5 separate regions of the Sus scrofa genome follow, and regions 1, 2, 3 and 5 are each linked to region 4. The links are chromatin contacts, called in public Hi-C and HiChIP or PLAC-seq maps. All regions are on one chromosome and are shown on one strand. The core of a region is the stretch at or near the end of the contact, and the rest is flanking DNA. Distances in the headings are between cores, read along the strand shown.

The links. Hi-C and Micro-C count contacts between places; a contact is called where the count stands out from the background. HiChIP or PLAC-seq counts read pairs in DNA pulled down with a chosen protein or histone mark.
Region 1: an H3K27ac HiChIP or PLAC-seq map of alveolar macrophages shows a contact between it and region 4. The contact joins two enhancer-like sites. A contact is called at or near these places in 1 of 47 Hi-C or Micro-C datasets (embryonic fibroblasts) and 1 of 2 datasets of contacts at active chromatin or transcription factors (alveolar macrophages).
Region 2: a contact with region 4 is called in an H3K27ac HiChIP or PLAC-seq map of alveolar macrophages. The contact joins two enhancer-like sites. A contact is called at or near these places in 1 of 47 Hi-C or Micro-C datasets (skeletal muscle) and 1 of 2 datasets of contacts at active chromatin or transcription factors (alveolar macrophages).
Region 3: a Hi-C map of omental adipose tissue shows a contact between it and region 4, with 4 times the contacts expected there. The contact joins two enhancer-like sites. A contact is called at or near these places in 34 of 47 Hi-C or Micro-C datasets (adipose tissue, alveolar macrophages, blood and 18 more) and 2 of 2 datasets of contacts at active chromatin or transcription factors (alveolar macrophages and skeletal muscle).
Region 5: a contact with region 4 is called in an H3K27ac HiChIP or PLAC-seq map of alveolar macrophages. The contact joins two enhancer-like sites. A contact is called at or near these places in 1 of 47 Hi-C or Micro-C datasets (embryonic fibroblasts) and 1 of 2 datasets of contacts at active chromatin or transcription factors (alveolar macrophages).

Annotation. Positions count from the first base shown.
Region 1 is chr4:117,644,721-117,648,422 of Sscrofa11.1, forward strand. The region is part of intron 15 of CDC14A (dual specificity protein phosphatase CDC14A); the gene reads right to left. Among named protein-coding and RNA genes, the nearest start is that of GPR88, 23 kb to the left of the region's middle. Within about 2 kb of position 2,316, at least 7 of the 83 cell types and tissues checked have an H3K27ac peak or open chromatin away from gene starts, as enhancers often do. A contact at or near this core is called in alveolar macrophages, where this site is marked.
Region 2 is chr4:117,602,974-117,606,708 of Sscrofa11.1, forward strand. No RefSeq gene overlaps it. Among named protein-coding and RNA genes, the nearest start is that of GPR88, 19 kb to the right of the region's middle. Within about 2 kb of position 1,693, at least 37 of the 83 cell types and tissues checked have an H3K27ac peak or open chromatin away from gene starts, as enhancers often do. A contact at or near this core is called in alveolar macrophages, where this site is marked.
Region 3 is chr4:117,700,645-117,704,155 of Sscrofa11.1, forward strand. It overlaps CDC14A (dual specificity protein phosphatase CDC14A), which reads right to left. Exons shown (of 16, transcript XR_002343573.1): 9 at 329-559. Among named protein-coding and RNA genes, the nearest start is that of GPR88, 79 kb to the left of the region's middle. Within about 2 kb of position 1,422, at least 11 of the 83 cell types and tissues checked have an H3K27ac peak or open chromatin away from gene starts, as enhancers often do. A contact at or near this core is called in omental adipose tissue, where this site is marked.
Region 4 is chr4:117,843,406-117,847,092 of Sscrofa11.1, forward strand. No RefSeq gene overlaps it. Among named protein-coding and RNA genes, the nearest start is that of RTCA, 30 kb to the right of the region's middle. Within about 2 kb of position 1,961, at least 17 of the 83 cell types and tissues checked have an H3K27ac peak or open chromatin away from gene starts, as enhancers often do. A contact at or near this core is called in alveolar macrophages and omental adipose tissue, where this site is marked.
Region 5 is chr4:117,678,912-117,682,413 of Sscrofa11.1, forward strand. The region is part of intron 10 of CDC14A (dual specificity protein phosphatase CDC14A); the gene reads right to left. Among named protein-coding and RNA genes, the nearest start is that of GPR88, 57 kb to the left of the region's middle. Within about 2 kb of position 1,685, at least 4 of the 83 cell types and tissues checked have an H3K27ac peak or open chromatin away from gene starts, as enhancers often do. A contact at or near this core is called in alveolar macrophages, where this site is marked.

The DNA of each region.
Region 1 (3,702 bases), core at 1,066-3,565, 200 kb before region 4:
CCAGGAATAGTCTGGAAATAATAGTACAGGTAGGTGGAGTTACCATTGGAAAACAGTAGCGTTTCTCTAAAAATAAATAAATAAATAAATAAATAAATAAATAAAATAAATAAAAGGATGTGTCGGATGCAGGCAAATTTTGAGGTAGAGAAGGGGAGAGTTAAATTATTCCTGAAAAAATTCTCAGTAGAACTCGGGGCCTGATTAACTGGCCCTGGTTGGAGGAGTTGTGGTCATGAAGAATGTGAAAAGGTTGTGTAACAGCCAATGTGGGGAAGAGAAAGGGAGCCAGAATGGGGTAAGCAGACTAATTATGAGCCCTGAAGGGGCAGCATGAATTAGGAATTCACTTGAACTGGAGTCAGTGGGCTAAGTCATGGAATTTTTCTCCAACGGACCTTAGGAGAGCCACTAGGAACAGACAAGAGATGGTTGAACTGATCTAATTTTGGACACTAGGTATAAAGCGACTGCAGAAAAAAGGTCAAGTGACGCAGAGAATGTTGGAAAGAGGAAATAGAAATGACTATGTGGGAGTTCCTGTCGTGGCGCAGAGGTCAACGAATCCAACTGGGAACCATGAGGTTGCGGGTTCGGTCCCTGCCCTTGCTCAGTGGGTTAACAATCCGGCGTTGCCGTGAGCTCTGGTGTAGGCTGGCGGCTACAGCTCCGATGCGACCCCTAGCCGGGGAGCCTCCATATGCCGCGGGAGTGGCCCAAAGAAATAGCAAAAAGCCAAAAAAAAAAACCAAAAAAAAAAGAAATGACTATGTGGGCTATGGAAGGAAGTAAACTGAGAGCAGTGGGGAAACAGGCAGGGGTCCCAAAGAGGTCACGGAAAAGGCTTAGGTTAGGGGATAAGTGTCTCAGAGAAGCTTTACAGAATTGAAGATATCAGAAGCACAATAAGAAGGTCTATGAAATGGATCTCCAAGGGAACAAAAATAAAGATCACTGGAGTTAAGGACGTTTAAAATGCGGTAGCTATGAAACTCTGGGTAAGTCGCTGGCCTCTCTGGGTTTTGATATCCTCCTCTGTGAAATGATGTGGGTTAAATAAGTAAGACGATGGATAGATATTGCACCTAACACGGTGTGTGGCGCATAATAAGTGCAGCATAATAAATCACTGATGGTGATAATGCTCCTGATTAGAAAATATGACAGTTCGTTGATAGCTCAAAGGTAAAGCCAAAGTCCTCAAGAAACCATACCTCAATATGATAGTACGAGGAAGCAGAGTCTTTGGGAGGGAATCAGTCACGAGAGTGGAGACTTCAGGAAGGGGATTAATTTTCTTTTCAAAGGGACCCAGAGAGAGCTCTTTCACCCTCGTACAGCCATGTGAGGGTACAACGAGAGGATGGCAGTGTGTAACCCAGAAGACAGCCTTCACCTGAACCCAATCTTGCTGACACCTAATCTCTAACTTCCAGCCTCCAGAGTTGTGAGAAAGGAATTTGTTGCTTATAAGCTATTCGATTAGGGTATTTTGTTATAGAAGCTGCGCTCATTAAGACACTGCTTTCTTTTTAATTTTTTTAAGGTTTTTTTTTTCATTATAGCTGGTTTACAGTGTCCTGTCAATTTTCTACTGCACAGCGTGTTGACCCCATTACACATACATGTGTAGATTCATCAGAAGTGATTAGACATAGTTCCCAGGGAGACACTACTTTTTTATATCCTTCCTTTCCATTATAAAAACTTCTAATCAGAGACCAAACCTGAGGATGATGAAAGCCAACACAGGCAATGATCTCATTAATATCACAGGAGGCCGAAGGACTCATAATGGTTTGACCAAGAGAGGGAAACATCTGCTTCTATGGATAAAACAGTTCTCTCCCAAAACATAGCAGCCATGTGAGTTTAGACATTCAACATCAAGCAGAGCCTTGAGACATTTACCAAAGACTTCTTCCATTAGGGCAAATCCAGTGACATTACAACAATGTGCATGGGGTTGGTTTGCACACGCATGCACACCCGCATGTGTGCGTCTGTGTGTAAAATGCGGCTGCAATAAAAACATGCCTTTCTGGGTTAAATGTCCACACACACATACACATATACACAGTACATTTCAACTTTTTTTAAGAAATAAATGACCTACTCGATGTTAGAAAAGACGACCGTATGGAATAAATAAGCAATAGTCAAATAAGGAAGCAGTGTCCAACACTAGACGCCATAAAGATAAAAATAAGATGCCATGGCTTCTAACCTCAAGTTTACCAACCAATTCAGCGAGGTCCAAGGCCTACGCCCACTAGACAGATGACACTCAGTACAAAACAGAAATGAGGAAGACCAGTACAGACAGGATGATTGCAGAAGAAGTCATGATTGCTATAGTCGGGTGAAGTTAAGGAAGCCTTCACGGAGAAGGAGATAGGATTTAGGGCAACTTCTGATGGGAAGGAGTCTGAGAAGCAGAGGTGAACCGGATGGGGAGCACAGCATGTAAGGAAAGGATGGAGGCCTTTGGATCAGGGCACAGCCAAACACTTAAGAAGCTCCATATGGAAGAAGCAGGAGGCTCCTGCCAAGGAGGGAAGAGAAATGAGTTTGAAATGAGGGCTGGGAGAAGGCTCCAAAAGGTTCTGAAGGTTAGCCGCAGAGACTGAATCTAGTTCATGTGAAGACGGAGCTGAAAGTTATGTTCCAAACGACCCCTTCCGTGTATAAATCAAACATTTTTAAAATGTGAGGAAGATAAGACAAAACAGGACACGAAAGTAAGATCGCCACTTTTATGACCCAGAAACAAATTAAGACAGTGGCAGGCCGCTGGCTAGAGAGTTGCAAGCTGCTAGAGGTGGGCAGGTGTCCTGTTCCTGGGGGATACACAGGCCAAAAGCTGCCAGGCCTGAAACCAGGGCTGGGGTCAGCCTCCCCATCTGTGAAAGGGGCCAAGCAAAGCCGCAACCACTGCCTGGGGCCAAGGTTTGTGTGGAGCTGCATCCCTGCCTGAGAAGCCAGCCTGCCAAGCTCAGTGAAGGAGGAGAGCCTGGGTCATTAAGATCTATTTCTAGACAGGAAGACCTAGGGGGTCAAGTGCAGCCAAGAAGCAAGCCAGTAGATGAGGAGACGAAAACTCAGAGGGAGGGGAGAGAAACCAAAAACTCCCATCCAGCACAAAGCTACAAATGGAAATTCCAAAACACACAAGGAACATGAACACCAAGAGAACTGAGGAACCCTGCAACCAAGAGATGGATTCTCACAGGCTGAAATAACAGGTGAAAAAACAAAGCAATCTGAAAACAATGTATCATCTGAGATTCTCAGGATGAGAAAATGAATACCCATGAAAAGAATAACAATTTATGAAACACAATAGGCAGGTCCAAATGAAAATAGACAGCTGTCATAAAGAATGAATTATAAATGTTGGAAATGAAAGACATGGCTATTGAAATCAAAAGGCCCATGGCAGAATGGACACAGTTAAAAGAGAATTAGTGAATTGGAAAATAATAGGAAGAACTCAATCAGAACACAGCCAGAGAAATAGGAATCTTAAAAGAGAAGGCAAGAATACTGAGGGCAGACTGAAAGGCTTCTACATAAGTCTAGGGGGATTGCAAAAGGAAAGAGCAGGGAGGGGAAAAGCAGAAAAACAATATCCGGAGAGAAATTTCTGATTATCTGAGATAGCGAGTGAAAAAACCATCAGCCCTGTGATTAAGAGCACAC
Region 2 (3,735 bases), core at 443-2,942, 240 kb before region 4:
GGATAGCAAGGCCCAGGGAGGGGTAGGGGCGAGGAGGCAGGGGTGAGGTAAGAGGAGGAGCCAGGATCCAGGAGGAAGCGTAGAGATTATTTTGAACAAGCCTAGAATCTATAAATCTAGGAATTCAGGCTCCCTCGAGTGATATAGTTATTATATCTAGAGGCATTGCACAGGGTTGAAGCCTTGTGGTTACTACAGATGCCATCCAGGGTTTAGAGCGTTTACTAGTCATTCTCTTCCATTCCCTCCTTGTGGCCTGGCCCCCAGCTCTTCTTGGCCAGCCTTCTTGGAACCCCCAGACTCTCTCCTCCTCTCCTCCCCTTTTCCTGTTCAACGCCATCCTTGCATTCCTATCACATGCCTGGTGTGGCGGGGGTGGGGGTGGGGGGGTTGGGTCGGGGTCGGGGTCGGGAGGTGGGGCGGGGTCCCGCCTCACTTCATTGTTTCATTCCACCTGTCGGCCTCACAAAACTCGCCCTATATTCCTCATGGCTCTATGGGCCTGTTTGAATTTCAGATAAATATGTGATTTTACACATACAGTATTTTACACAATGGTTCCAGTCCACAGGAAATCTGCCCTCAATAGCAACTATGTTTTTAAGGAAAAGACTCATATTTCTATAGATCACCTCTGGATTTAGCCCTGGACCCATTGGCAGGTTTTAGGAGCAGAAATTCTCCCACAAGAAAGTCTGAAAGATGGTCCTAGCTTTGTACACTCATAGAGGTCAAACAACGTCAAAGCCAGGTCACCACACGGCCATTTGTATTATTGACAAGAGTTTAACAATCACACAATGGAAGTCATACAGAGATTAGGTTCCGAAAGAGTGCAAGTTAATTAGCAGATAATAGATCCGTAACAGGATATGAAAAAAAAAGAAAAGAGGTTAAGGATCCGGCGTTGCCGTGAGCTGTGGTGTCGCTTTCAGGCACGGCTCTGATCCTGTGTGGCTGTAGCTGTGGTGTAGACTGGTGGCCACAGCTCCAATTTGACCCCTAGCCTGGGAACGTCCATATGCTGCAAGTGCAGCCCTAAAAAAGCCAACAAACAAACAAAACCCAACTAAAAAAAAAAAAAGGACCAAAAAAAGAAAAGAAAAATGTTATACTTCATCTAGATAAATAACGTCTTATTTATTTATTCTAAATAGATATCTGATAATCACTTTAATGGATTCTGCAGGTGAAAATTCCAAAACACAATGTCTCCCCTTTAAAAACACTTGAGAACGTTACTTTTACTCACATGATAAAATTCAACAAAATCATAGTCATGTGCATGAAATCTCACATGTCTATAGGCAGCAGTAAAAAGTCATCATTTCTATATTAGAGGAAGTGAGTGTTCTTAAATCCCAGCAGATCTGGTATAGGAAATTGCTCAATCTGCTTTAATCTAGGACAGCCTCTGTGTGTGTGTGTATGTGGGGTGTGTGTGTGTGCAGCGATCTTCTATCCTTTGTTCAGAGGTCCTTCCTCTGCACAGCGAATCTGACTAACCTCCTACATTCTTCAAAGCTACAAGCTAATGTCTATTTTTATACACCAGTAAACGCACAAGTTTTTTCTCCCTAAAGTGTGAAGATTAGTAGAGGCACTTTGCTGCCAAGGCTGCATGTAAAACAAGTCTTGTGATACACAGCACATTTGGGGGGAAATTATTAAGGAGAGTATGGCTACCTTTGAAATCAAAAAAAAAAAAAAGGGAAGTAAACTGTTTCTCCCTCCAAGGGACAGATCTGGAGCCTCTCCTACTACTATCTCAAATAACCTACTTGCAAATTTCAAAACAAAAGACACAAGGAAATTACAGACTGTCACTTTTATTTACAACTTCCTTCCAATGAGAGGCTGTACTTACAGGGCTACATCTGCAACTAATTTGTGTGGGATGGACTCAGAGGGGTGGCCAGGCAGCTGGCACATTGCTGCCAGATCAGCGGATGCCACAGCCTCTAATAGGTATGTGACCTTGGTCAAGTAACCCAAGGCATCTACCTGAAGGAAGCGATGGTGCAGAAGATGGGGGGCGCTGGGAGAGAAGCAGGGAAGAGGAGAAAATTGTGCAAATACATTTGGAAAAACACAAAGTGCAATTGAAACTCCAGTCTTAATCAAAAACAGTAACGGGCTCTGCGAAATACCCACAAAGCCCTGCTAAAAATAGGTGAAGTTCATCCAGAGTTCAACTCTTCTCAAAATTACTTTTACTTCCCAGTTTAGGCCTATCAAAGCTGCCATGAAGCCCTTAGTTTTTTAAGTTAGAAAACAAACTGTCCATGCAGACGAATCAGCATGTGCTTGCATCACAAAATGAAACCAGGAGTGAAAGAAACTTGACAAATCTTTCCTCACCATTTTACCGAAGCGCCCTGAGCCCTGAGTTTGGAGTCGGCAAAACATGAATTGGAACTTATTAGCATCTTGACAACCTCACCGAGCTTCGAAGTTCTTAACCTTTAACGTGGATTATGCGTCATAGGCCCTTATACTGCCTGGAATGGAAACAATTCAAAACTGCTTTCTTTCCACTGTGACATGACTGATTCAGATCATGTGTAAATCTGGAAATCCTCTCTATGGTCAGACTTGGGCTGAAGGGGAACCCTAGATGCTTCCCACTGACCCACAGCATGTGAAAGCGAGGAAAGTGTCTAATTTGGAAACCAAATGTCTTTGAGAAGAGTAATCCAGATGTAAACTGAAATCCCCGCTGGCCTCTGAAATTGATGTGAAACTGAGGAGCCCTCCCCTCTTTCAGGGGGAAGTTCCCAGTTGCTCTACCTAGGAGTCCTCAAAATCTCAGCGGCTTGTGTTTTTGTCTGAGTCTGCTTCCACCACACATGGAAATTCACCTGAGGTTTGCCTCCTCTTCTCCTCCCCACCCCTCCCAGTGAAGCCACCCACACTCCCCCATTCATGGGGTTCTTCAACCAAACCAGTTGTAAACAGTGGATGGGAAACGTTAGGAAGGTTTGAAGTGGCAGAAAATTTTTACAATGACAAATGCAATTGAATGGACACTATGAGGCTTCCTGTACTTAAAAGCATCTTGCCCCTACCTTTCTCCAGGGCATCCAGCCCTGTCCCTACAGCCCAGGGCCCTCCGTCTCCTTACCCTCTGGCTCACCAGATTTGCAGGAGGCTTACCTCTCTACAACCCACTGGGCACTAAGCCTCCCTCGGCCCATCCAGAGACACACTCTGTGCTCTGCTAGGCAGAGAGCTATTTGCCTGGAGCCCCGGTGAACTCTCAGAGGCTCTGAAATGTATTCTTTCCCGCTCTGCATTGCCCACTCTGGCAATCTCTGTAAAAAGAAGGACATAGGATAGAGATTTATTTTCCCACTAATGTAAGTTATTATTCCCCAAGCACCCAAGACAGAGCTGACAATTTCAGGATTTTTTTTTTTTTTTTTTTGTCTTTTGCGGGCCGCACTCGCGGCATATGGAGGTTCCCAGGCTAGGGGTTGAATTGGAGCTGTAGCCACCAGCCTACACCACAACCACAGCAACTCAGGGTCAGATCCACGTCTGTGACCTACACCACAGCTAATGGCAACATCGGATCCTTAACCCACTGAGCAAAGCCAGGGATGAAACCTGCAACCTCATGGTTACTAGTCAGCTTCGTTAATCACTGAGCCACGACAGGAACTCCTCTGGATGTTTTCTAAATTAAAGTACAGTTGGGAGTTCCCGTTGTGGCTCAGGGGAAACCAATCTGAC
Region 3 (3,511 bases), core at 172-2,671, 140 kb before region 4:
CCCTTGCCTGGGGGCAAAGGTACAGACTTGGAGACGTTCCTGCCAGCCTACCGCCTGCTGCGGTGATTCCCTCCTCCTGGCGTCTGGGGTCGGCGAGCCCGAACTCGGGAAGGTAAGGCCGGAAAAACTGCCTTGTCCAGAAAGCCACTCCCCACCCACCGTCCACATCCAAGCAACCCGTTCTTTAGGAAGGGGTTACTTAAGGGGGCTTGCGTTCCAGTTTTCTGAAACCAAAAATGACTCTCCCCCCCCCAACCCCCTCAAGGCGCCAACTGGTTCTGCTTCCCTTTCAGAAACCCAGGACCCCAGGCCTTCTCCTCGCGCGCACCTTTGCAGTGAACCGCGATGGCCCCCTCGGTGTTCTCGCAGATGTTCAGGAACCTTCGCACGATGTTGTCGCTGGGTGTGCTGCCGTCGATGAAGAAGAGGTCGTAGTGCTCGAAGCCGGCGTCTGTGAAGCGCTTCGCCTCGTAGATCTTTTTGTTCAGCCTCACAACTGCAGTCACGTTATGCTTTTTGAAATAAGGAAAGTAGGCCTCGGGGGCGTGAAGCGGATAACCTAAAGGAGAGAGAGAAGCTGTGAGCCGGAGGGACGCATTTCATCTTAGGAACCCCAACACCCTTCGCAGGGAAGATCCTTCATCTCAACAGAGATCGGGAGCAAAGCGATTTCATGAGTGAGGTGGGCCCAGCAGTCTGAATAACGGAGAGAAACACCTAGGAAGGAAAGAAACCTTCTCCAACTGGAAAAAGCTCTGAATGCTGGGGAGCGCACTCCACCTTAACCGAAGCAGGCCTCTGGAGGCGCTCGGATGTGCACAGTAGGCTCGGAATAACTCTTTGTGCTTTTGGCTCCTCTTGACAAACACCTGTGAACTATGGTGAAAGCCTTTTTGCCAGACCTGCAGTTTTCATCCACAGCGCAACCCCTGCAACAGACTGCTTCCTGAGCACCTGCCATGCACAAGTCACAAGGGCAGATAATTCCCTTTAATTCTCAAAACAACCTATTAAGAAAAAAATTGTAAACCCCATGTAACAGATTACAAAACTACATGAGGTGAAGTTAGCATCTTTTTTTGTAGACCTTTTCTGTTTGGAGAACAGATGCTCAGCCTCCAACCCCCTTCTAAGGTGAGTGGGTTCAGCATCTGGTGAGTGTTCCTGGGAGCAGCAGTCGGCTGGGTTACAAACAGTTGGGCCGCCAACCAAGGTGACCAGTGGGCACTTTGCCTTGCTGGGCAGCCCCAGGGGTTAAGGGGACTAATTTCTCAGCGCACTGATTACACTGGAACTCATCCATGGTACTGGGCTCTAAGCCAGGTAGGCAGCAGCAGCCAGTAAAGTGAACCAGCAGTTTCTGTACTGTGTCCCTGGCTGAATTTTCCACGGCCTCGGATCTTGCCCTTGCTGGTCATTTCCCACCTTCTCTCAGGTCAAGCCAGCTCTCAGCTGCCTCGGCTGGGCTGCATGTATTACACTTCCCCAGCTACCTTTCCCACTGGCTTCCTGTCAGAGGGAAAAGTGAGAGGCCCTGAAGCACAAGCTGAGCAACTAGAGGCCGAGGGAGGGAGAAGGGGGGTCTCCTGTCCTCCTGCCAGCAAGGCTTTAGTGGCAGAAGGGAGGACACTCCCAGCACCAGCCTACAGCCCAGCATCAGGCTCTCCTGCCAAATGCAAGCCCAGCCCCCAGATGCAAGCACCAGCCTTCAGGCTCCCAGCACCCGCCCAGCTCCCTGGGTCTGGGAACCCCACGTTTTCTTTTCTGTCCCCTCAGCCTTAAAGGCAATAGCTATTTCTTCCTTAATATGCTGGATTTTTTGTGGGGTTTCGTTTTTGTTTTTGTTTTTTTCAGTTACCCTTTTACTTTTTAGCCTTCTCTCTGACAAATTCCTTATACTGCATTCCCTCTGTTCGAAATTAAGTAGCTTCCATTTCAGGCTGGATCCTACTGATACACGAGCTCTCTCAGATCCTGTTCATTTTCTAAACCTCATTCTCCAGCCTCCCCTTGAAGGCTGTGAGCTCCCCAATACAATTCCAGTATGCCTTTTGGGTTCCGTTGATGAGAATTGGTTCCGCTGCCTGCAACACAGAGCCCTAACTGGCCAAGGTCACACAATGACTGGAGGCAGAATGAGCAGACTGGCCTAACCGATCCACAGTACAGCTATGCTATTTTCACAAGCCATGCTGCTTTGGAGCAAACAGGTAATATGAAGCTCATTCACGATGTTCTGCACAGAAACAGTGACTTATACACATTTAGAGAAAACATGCCTTTCAACTTGGAAAAATTCAAATCTGTTTTCTTAGTTGGTTTATTTGCTCAAATCATTTTACAGCCTAAAGGGGAAAATAACTGAGGCTGGCATAAGGAAACAGGAGCTTCTCTATCATGGGAGAAATGGAAGGAGAGGACCCATAATACGTGGCACGGGACCTTCTCCTGGTGTGACAGGCTGACAAGTGCTTCTGACCCTGGGTTCCTAGCATACCTGGCACCTCTGTGGCGACTCCCATGAAATGTGCTCACAGTTCATTGGGTGTCTGTCCCCTCCCCTCCTCCACCAAGGCTGTAAGAACTTCTCTTCATATTTGAGTTTCCATCAGCAGTAAATGGCATTACAAATAATACACTCAAATCAACTATCAAGAGAAACCGTGTCTGTCTTTTGAGAAAAGAACCCTGAACAGTTATCCAAATATGGCAGTGGGGCATTGAAATAGTAACAATAACAATAATAATCACTCTAACATTTACCGAAGTGCTTACTTTGTGCCAGGTACTAAGCTTAGTGCTTCATGAATATTATCTCATTCAGCCTTACAATGGCTCAGTCCCTGTTGCCTGCGAAAGGGGACTGGCCCCTGCACACACTGCTGGGAAGAGAGAGAGGCAGCATTTGAACATTGGCAGTCAGATTCCAGGGCTTGTGCTGAGGCTGATTTCAGGTAAAGTCCAACTTGATTCAATTAGTTAGGTCTTCAAAAAATGAGACAGGACTGAACATTTGAGGCTGCACTTCCTAGAGCTGGTTGAGGAAGTTTCTTTAAATCCTCAAAAGGTCCTACTGTATAGCACAGGAAACTATATACAGTCTCCTGGGATAGAACATGGTGGAAAATAATCTTTTTTGAATGTATGTAGGTATATACACATACATATATTTGTATGACAATCACTTTGCTGTATAGCAGAAATTGACACAACATTGTAAATCAACTGTAAATTTAAAAAATCCTCAAAAGCATTTCAAATGAGTTATAACCAAAAAAAAATGACAATAACCTCCGAACAACTATTTGTGGGTGTTTTCGGTGTATCTGGATGCTTTTAAGGGGGGAATGGCTTTGGTAATGCGCACAGAGCTGACGGAGCATGTGTCCAACCCTGTGTCCAATCTGATCCTTACTCCATCTGGCCACTAGATGGTGCCCTGGCATCAGTAAAGCACAGGCAGAGCCCTGGCATTGACCAAAGAGATGCAATTTCAGAGCTAAGAGAGATT
Region 4 (3,687 bases), core at 711-3,210:
TTGCCTGAAAATAACAGAACTGAAATTATGATTAAAATAGAGTAGCCAAGTAATTCTTCCTTAGTCAGGAAACTGAACTTTTTTAGGAGTGTAGTTTAAAAACTATGTTCAATTACCTTCATGATTTAATGTATTCCAGATACATGATAATGTGGAAAATAGAGGAAAATGGAAAGAAATAGCAATTCCCATTAGACAGCTACTTTTAACATTTTGATATATACCTTCCTACATTTTTTCCCAAGAAAGCTGCCTTTGCCTAACATAAGGATGACTTAGAAATACGTGCCTTAGAAGTAACATTGGGTCAAACCTGCGTTAGTACAAGCAGTCACACTGACAGAAGCACTGTACTCAGGGAAGGCAAATCTATACCCTCAGGTTCTTTCCAGGGAGGACACCTGCTGCCTCCTCCATGGTGACCAACCTGCCATGAGGTATTCTTCCCGTCTTGTTGAGGGAAAAGTGCTATGTAGAGGGGCCAGCGCCAGTCTCTGCTGTGGGCAGGCCAGGCGCTCAGCAGTAAGAACACCCAGATCAGCCTGGGAGAGGGAGGGCCGTGCTGCTGGGCCTGCACAGGCCCCCTCACTCCCACCACTGTGGCCGCTGAGCAAGCATGAAGGTAACTGCAGAGGAGGCTGACTGGCAAACCACAGAGCAGTTTACTTCTGTCCACTTGTTTACTGCAAGTATCCTCTACATGGATGCCTTCTGCGGTGTTGTGAGATGTACATTTTTTTCAAACTCTATGTTCATTCTGCAAGTTTCACCCACATACCTCTTCCCCATCTTCTGTCACCAATCTGACAAAACTGCTTTTCTTTTTCTTTACTTTTCTTTCTTTCTTCTTTTTTTTTTCCTTTGCTTTTTAGGGCCGCACCTGTGGCATATGGAGGTTTCCAGGCTAGGGGTTGAATCAGAGCTGCAGCTGCCGGCCTATGCCACAGCCAGAGCCATGAGATCTGAGCCTCGCCTGCGACCTATACCAAAGCTCACAGCAACGCTGGATCCTTAACCCACTGATTGAGGCCAGGGATTAAACCCGTGTCCTCATAATTCCAAGTAATTCTTCCTTAGTCAGGAAACTGAACTAAGCCACAAAAGGAACTCCCCAAACTGTTTTTCTTTCAAGTCCCCAACTTTCAGACAAACTGCCAGTCACTGCCTATGAATCAGCAAATTTGCACTCTGACCATCTCTCAATCCAGACAGAGTGGACAAAATGCTCAAGGTTCTACTCACTGAGAGGATTTTTCATCACAACCACCTCACAGGCCCATCCCTGGGCATGGCTGTAATGCTGCAGCCATCTTCCAGGCGGTGCCAACACACTGGGAAAACCATCGACGAACTAGGCCGTGGCTTTTTCTTCCTCAGTCAGATACTTATGACTTCAGGAGTTGCTTCCACTTAATCTTACTCACATCATTTCCACCTCATGTTGGATTGCTGATACCTTCAACCGATCTAATATCTTGGTGGATGAGAAAACATCCAGTTCATCAGGGGATACTCAAGTCATCTGGTCTCTAGATGTCCCAGATCAAAGTTTGTCTCTATCAGGATCCAGGAGCAAACCAAGAGCTGTTTCTGAAAAGAAGAGCTACCTATTCCAAAATCCACTAGGTCTGTGCTTCTGTTGTAGCCAGCCTCTAAAATGGTTCCCAATGATCCCCACTCCTGCTGCTCAAGCCTTGAGTCATCTCACCCCCTTGGGTATGAACTGGACTAGTGCTTCCTCCTAGTTAACAGAATAAGGCAGAAATAATGGAATATCACTTGCGATTAAGTTATAAAGACTGGTTTCCACTTTGGGCTCTCTCTCTTAGCTGCCTTGCTGTGAGAAGCCCTACAAAAGGGCGAGTTTATCAGCCTGGAAGGAACTGAATACAGCCTGCCAACAACTATGAGTGAGGTAGGAAGTGGATTCTTCAAGCCCATTCAAGGCTAGAGATGACTGTAGCTCCACCCAGTGGGACTCCACTGCAACTTCAAGAGATGCCATGAGCCAGCACCACCCAGCTAAGCTGGTCCTGTATTCTTGACCAACAGAAACTGTGAAATGTTTGTTGTTTTAAGCTGCTAGGTTGTGAAGCAACCTGTTATGCAACAACAGATAAATAAAAAGACTATCTGCGGACTTACGTTTGTTCTACACAATACTGGTTCTGACCAAAGAATTCATTTCTCAGCTAAAAAAAGGTGCCAGTGAGCTTATGCCCACGGAGTTTACAGGTCTTGTTACTTGAATGAAAAATATTGCCTGCCATATCAGTAAACAAAGGACATTGCAGCCACCAGGCCATCACATTACAGCCACCCCACAGTGAGCCCTGAGGGAACTCAGGATAGAAATGAGATGCCTGCTATCAGGAGGCTGGCCCCAGGTAGCTGAGGTGCAGATCAAAGGAATGATTTCCGTGAGCCCAGATCCCTGCATCTTCCGTAACACAGAACAGCACTAATTTCCTTGAGATACCCGGTTTTCTTTAATTAACAGTAATCTTTTGAAGTTCCAACTACCTGGTCTTTGTTGCAAAAACTCCTATATATCCTGGTTCCCCGCCTGCCTCCTTGGAGCAGTCCTTCAGAGCAATCGGAGATTCCTGCCTCCTGGGCTTGAAGTCCTTAGAAAGCCACCAAATAAAACAATTTTTGGGGGGAGGGGACATGCCCACAGCATGTAGAAGTTCCTCAGATAGGGGTCAAAACCCTGACACAGCAATGACCTAAGCTGCTACAGTGACAATGCCAGATCCTTAACCTGCTGCACCACAAGAGAACGCCAAAACATAATTCTTAACTATTAGGGTTTTTTTGTTCTTGTTTTTTTTCAATCAACATCAAATACTTTTGATATCCCTCCTAAAGTAGCAGAGCTGATAAAACAGTCAACACAGCTGTCAGGATACAACACATTGAACACCTGAATGGCTAGGGCACCATTCTGTAGGATGTGTGCTCTTCTCAGGATCAGAAACTAAAGTAGGGAACTCATTTCTTCCACAGCCAGAATACATGGATCAAGGGGTAGAAGTGGGAGAGGTTCTTCCACCATAATAGCTCATTACAATCCCTCAAATTTTTGTTTTCCATCCTTGCAAGTTTGATTGCTGTTGGTTTAGAGGTTTTAATACCAAGGGCCGAATGCTCCCACCAGAGATCATGACCACAGCTCCAATGAACTGGAAGATGAGACTTCCACCAGCTAGACTGAGCTTCTCCTGCTACTGAAATAACAAAGAAAGGATCATTGTTTTCCCTGGGGCAATTGCTCCCAATTACTAAGGGTAAACTGAGTGGCTGCTGTAACACTGGAGGCAGGGAGGATTATGTCTGGAGCCCCAGGCAGTCTCTGAGTACTCCCAGATCTGGCAGTACTAGCTAAGGCAAAGCTATAGCCACACATTAAAGACAGACCACTAAGAACAGTCCTAGGAGATTCAGGGATTTTCCAATGCTTTAAATTGATACAATAATAGAAAAATATAAGTGGGTTTACCTCCTGAAATATTGTTAGAATACTTTTTAAAAGATATTAGAAATAAAGCATTGTTTTATTTGTCCACGTTTAAAAACAAAACAAAACAAAACAAAAAAAAACCCTCAGACCACTAAGATTTAGAGCCCTTGGGAGTAAAGGTTTGGATTACCTCCACCAGAAAAAAACCTGACTGGCTGTGATGC
Region 5 (3,502 bases), core at 435-2,934, 160 kb before region 4:
ACTGGGAGGCTGGGGTTAGCAGATGCAAGCCGTTATACGTGGAGGGAATAAACAACGAGGTCCCACTGTACAGCACCCAGAACTACATTCAATGTCCTATGATAAACCAAACAGAAAGGGGTATTTTTAAAAGAGTTTACTGAATCACTTTGCTGTACAGCAGAATTTAATACAATACTGTAAATCAACTGTACTTCGATTAAAAAAAAAAAAAGACTTCCTAAGTCTTTTTTAAAACCCTGCTTTTAAAATTCCTCTAAACAACATCAAGTCAGTTGCATTGTTAAAGACAGTCCCGGTTTTAAATTCCAGACGCAATGCTGTCATTGTGCCGCGTCTTCTCCTGCGGCTGACCTCTTCTCCCTCACTTCCTTGACTGTAAGTAATCCCATCTCCACACCACCCTAACTCCCCCTCTTCATCACTTCTTCCATCCTTGACACATATTTTTCTAGTATGACCCAACCCTGACCCCAGTATCCTCCCAAAGCCACCGTTTGGTCATTTTGTACAGAAGCCCAACCAACTCTAGCTCGACCTGGAGCTGTGACTTGAGCCCCACTCTGCCCTGTGTGTCTCCTACTCCACCTCCCCAGGGCTATTACGGAAGCAGAGTCGTTCCTGATTTAAAGAATTGGGCTAATGAAATGGTCTAACCTGATATCAAAGGAAGACAGCCTAGAAACCAGGACCCAAGATTCAGGGGGTGAGAAGGAGACAAGAATTCAAGGAGTTCTACCGTTGCGTTGTACACGTGGAAGATTTAATAGGATGATGGTTGGAAAGAATATCTGAGGGTGTAGGGGGAAGTTCTTAATTTTTTTCTCTTCTGAAACACAGGAGAGAAAAAAATTAGGAAATTCTCAAAAAGATTCAATGTAGCTAATTCTCATTTAGGGATAGAGCCCCATAAATGGGAGCTTGATCGCTGGAATCATGCCGTGATACAAACTGTGTAAACTAATGCTTTACGGCTTACATTCTTCTTTCCAACTCGAATGCTTTTCCATAGGAAATGAAACAAACAAAAAACACTCCGTTTTCTATCTTAAGTAATTGAGTATTTTGAGATAAATTTCTGATGCCACCATTGCCAAAAATTCTTACATATACCTTATCCTTTTAACTTAAACTCCTACTAGAATTTTCTTTTTCTTAGCCAAAAGATTCAATGCCAACCGAGAGTCAATAAATAGATCAAATGATGCGGCACTAAATATTGAAAAGCAGTATAACTGAGTGTTTCTGCAGAAATGTGGCTGTCAAACAGTGCAAATTCAAACCTATGCAATGAGCTTATTTTAATAAACAAATCACAGTATCATCTATTACTATTCTAAATTCTTCTGGTGGCCACATTTCAGACTCTAAATTCTGTATGTTAAGAAAGACAAGTTCTTAAATCTTAAAAAAAAGATTACTTAAAAAAAAATTAATCCACATCCTTTGGCCTGCCTAGCCCATGTAACTTAAAAGAAATACTACAAATAAAAACAATAGGAATCAATTATAATTGAAAACTCAAGCTGTTAGACATTTTAAGCACATTTCCATTTTCTTGAACGGGTTTTCTTCATCTTATTTTTGGTGATTTCCTGAAATAAAAAGCAGTGGTTGTGCTATTCATTTCTGATATTGCTCAATCCAATTGCAAAACTGACCAATGCACAAGCACCAAATGTGGTGTAAGCTGATGTCTGTGAGTAAAAATGAGCCACAGATCCTTGCTACACAATGTGGTTGGTGGACCAGGGGCATCTCATCACGTGGGAGCCTGATAGAAAGACAGAATCCCAGGTCCCACCCCAGACCCCTGAACCAGAAACTGCATCCCACAAGATCCCAAAGGAATGTTACACACTTTAATATTTGAGAAGTACTACAGACAACTGAAGGCTTACAGCTAAATTATGACCCTGAAAAATATCCAACTAATTGGAAGTCATGAAAATATCTACGGGAATAAAGCAAAATGGGGCAATCTCTGATTTATGGATTTAGGATAAGAGTTTGGCCACAACATCGCTTCCTTAAAGTTAACTTCATTCAAAGTGGAAGCTCTACTTTGTAAAGACAGAACTCCCTGCCAGATCCAGATGAAACCTTTATTTGAATTCTCTCTCTCCCAGAAGGAAATTAAATATAAAAACGACAACAACAGAGTTCCCGCATGCTCAGCGGAAACAAATCTGACTAGAATCCATGAGGACGAAGGTTCAATACCTGACCTAGCTCAGCGGGTTAAGGATCTGGCGTTGCCATAAGCTGTGTGTGGTGTAGGTCACAGGTGCGGCTTGGAGCTGACGTTGCTGTGGCTGTGGCCTAGGCCAGTGGCTACGGCTCTGAGTCAACCCGTAGCCTAGGAACCTCCATATGCCACTGGTGCGGCACTAAAAAGACAAAAAGACAGAAAACAAAAAACCAAACATCATATCTCTGTGGTGACAGGATCTCTTTGGCCAAAAGTCCCCATGGGAACTTAATAGCTGTCCCTCAAGGATCCCCTCCAAAAACAAAAGCTTCAATGGTACAGGATCCAGAGGTCAGCAGAGCATCACCCAATCAATGGTCAATAAAACAAATGAAACAAATCCTAAAAGCAGCCCAATCCATCCATCTATCTCTATAGGCTCTCCCTGAGAAGGATGCAGTTAAAAGGCTCAGTAATAAAAGAATCATGTTTGTGCAGCATTTTAAGAACTTTGAGGATATTTGGTAGAAGACACACTTTGGGTGCAGAATGGTATTTTTAGCTTAAGAATATAAGCTTTATTTTACATAGAAGAAAAACACTTGATGGTTGTTTGCAAATAGCTGTATTTATATCCTAGAAAAAAATTAAATATAAAATTTCAGGCCATAACAAAAGAGAGGTCTTGATCTGCCAAAACATAAATTCCTCAGCCCACAAGGATGCTAACAAACATCTCTCTTTATTCCTGGTGACATAAGAGGAAGGTGTCTTCAAGGCATAGAAATCAACACCTGGACATATTTTGCTGTTCAAGGACTAGCAGGATGTGACAAACCAGCTTTCCTAAAGTCACAGATTGAGATTTAACCTTACCTCAAAAGCACTGATTGGATTTTTTCACTTCTGAAAGAATACGATCCCTCTCACTTGTTCAGTTATTTTCGACAGATGAAAACCTATTACAAAACTTTTTAATCCTCTTCTTTCTTTCCTAATGAATGTGTTACTTATTCATGCTTCTGCGTCATCATTGACATCATGCTCTTCATTTCTCATATCATTAGTCAGACTTCAAAGCTCTTCATCTCTCATATCATTAGTCAGTCTTCAAAGCCTGATTTATTCCCGTGAAATGCCCCGGTGCCCATCTCTAACTCTTCGGTCTAACTTCCATCCCCTTTGACGAGTCCCCATCCCCTAGGTTTTAATAGCCTCCTTTTCAGCCCCTCTGACTCCAGTCTCCCTCCATCCCATCCATCTTACCCATTGCTGCTGCCCAATCTTCCTTACATAACATCAATCACAGGA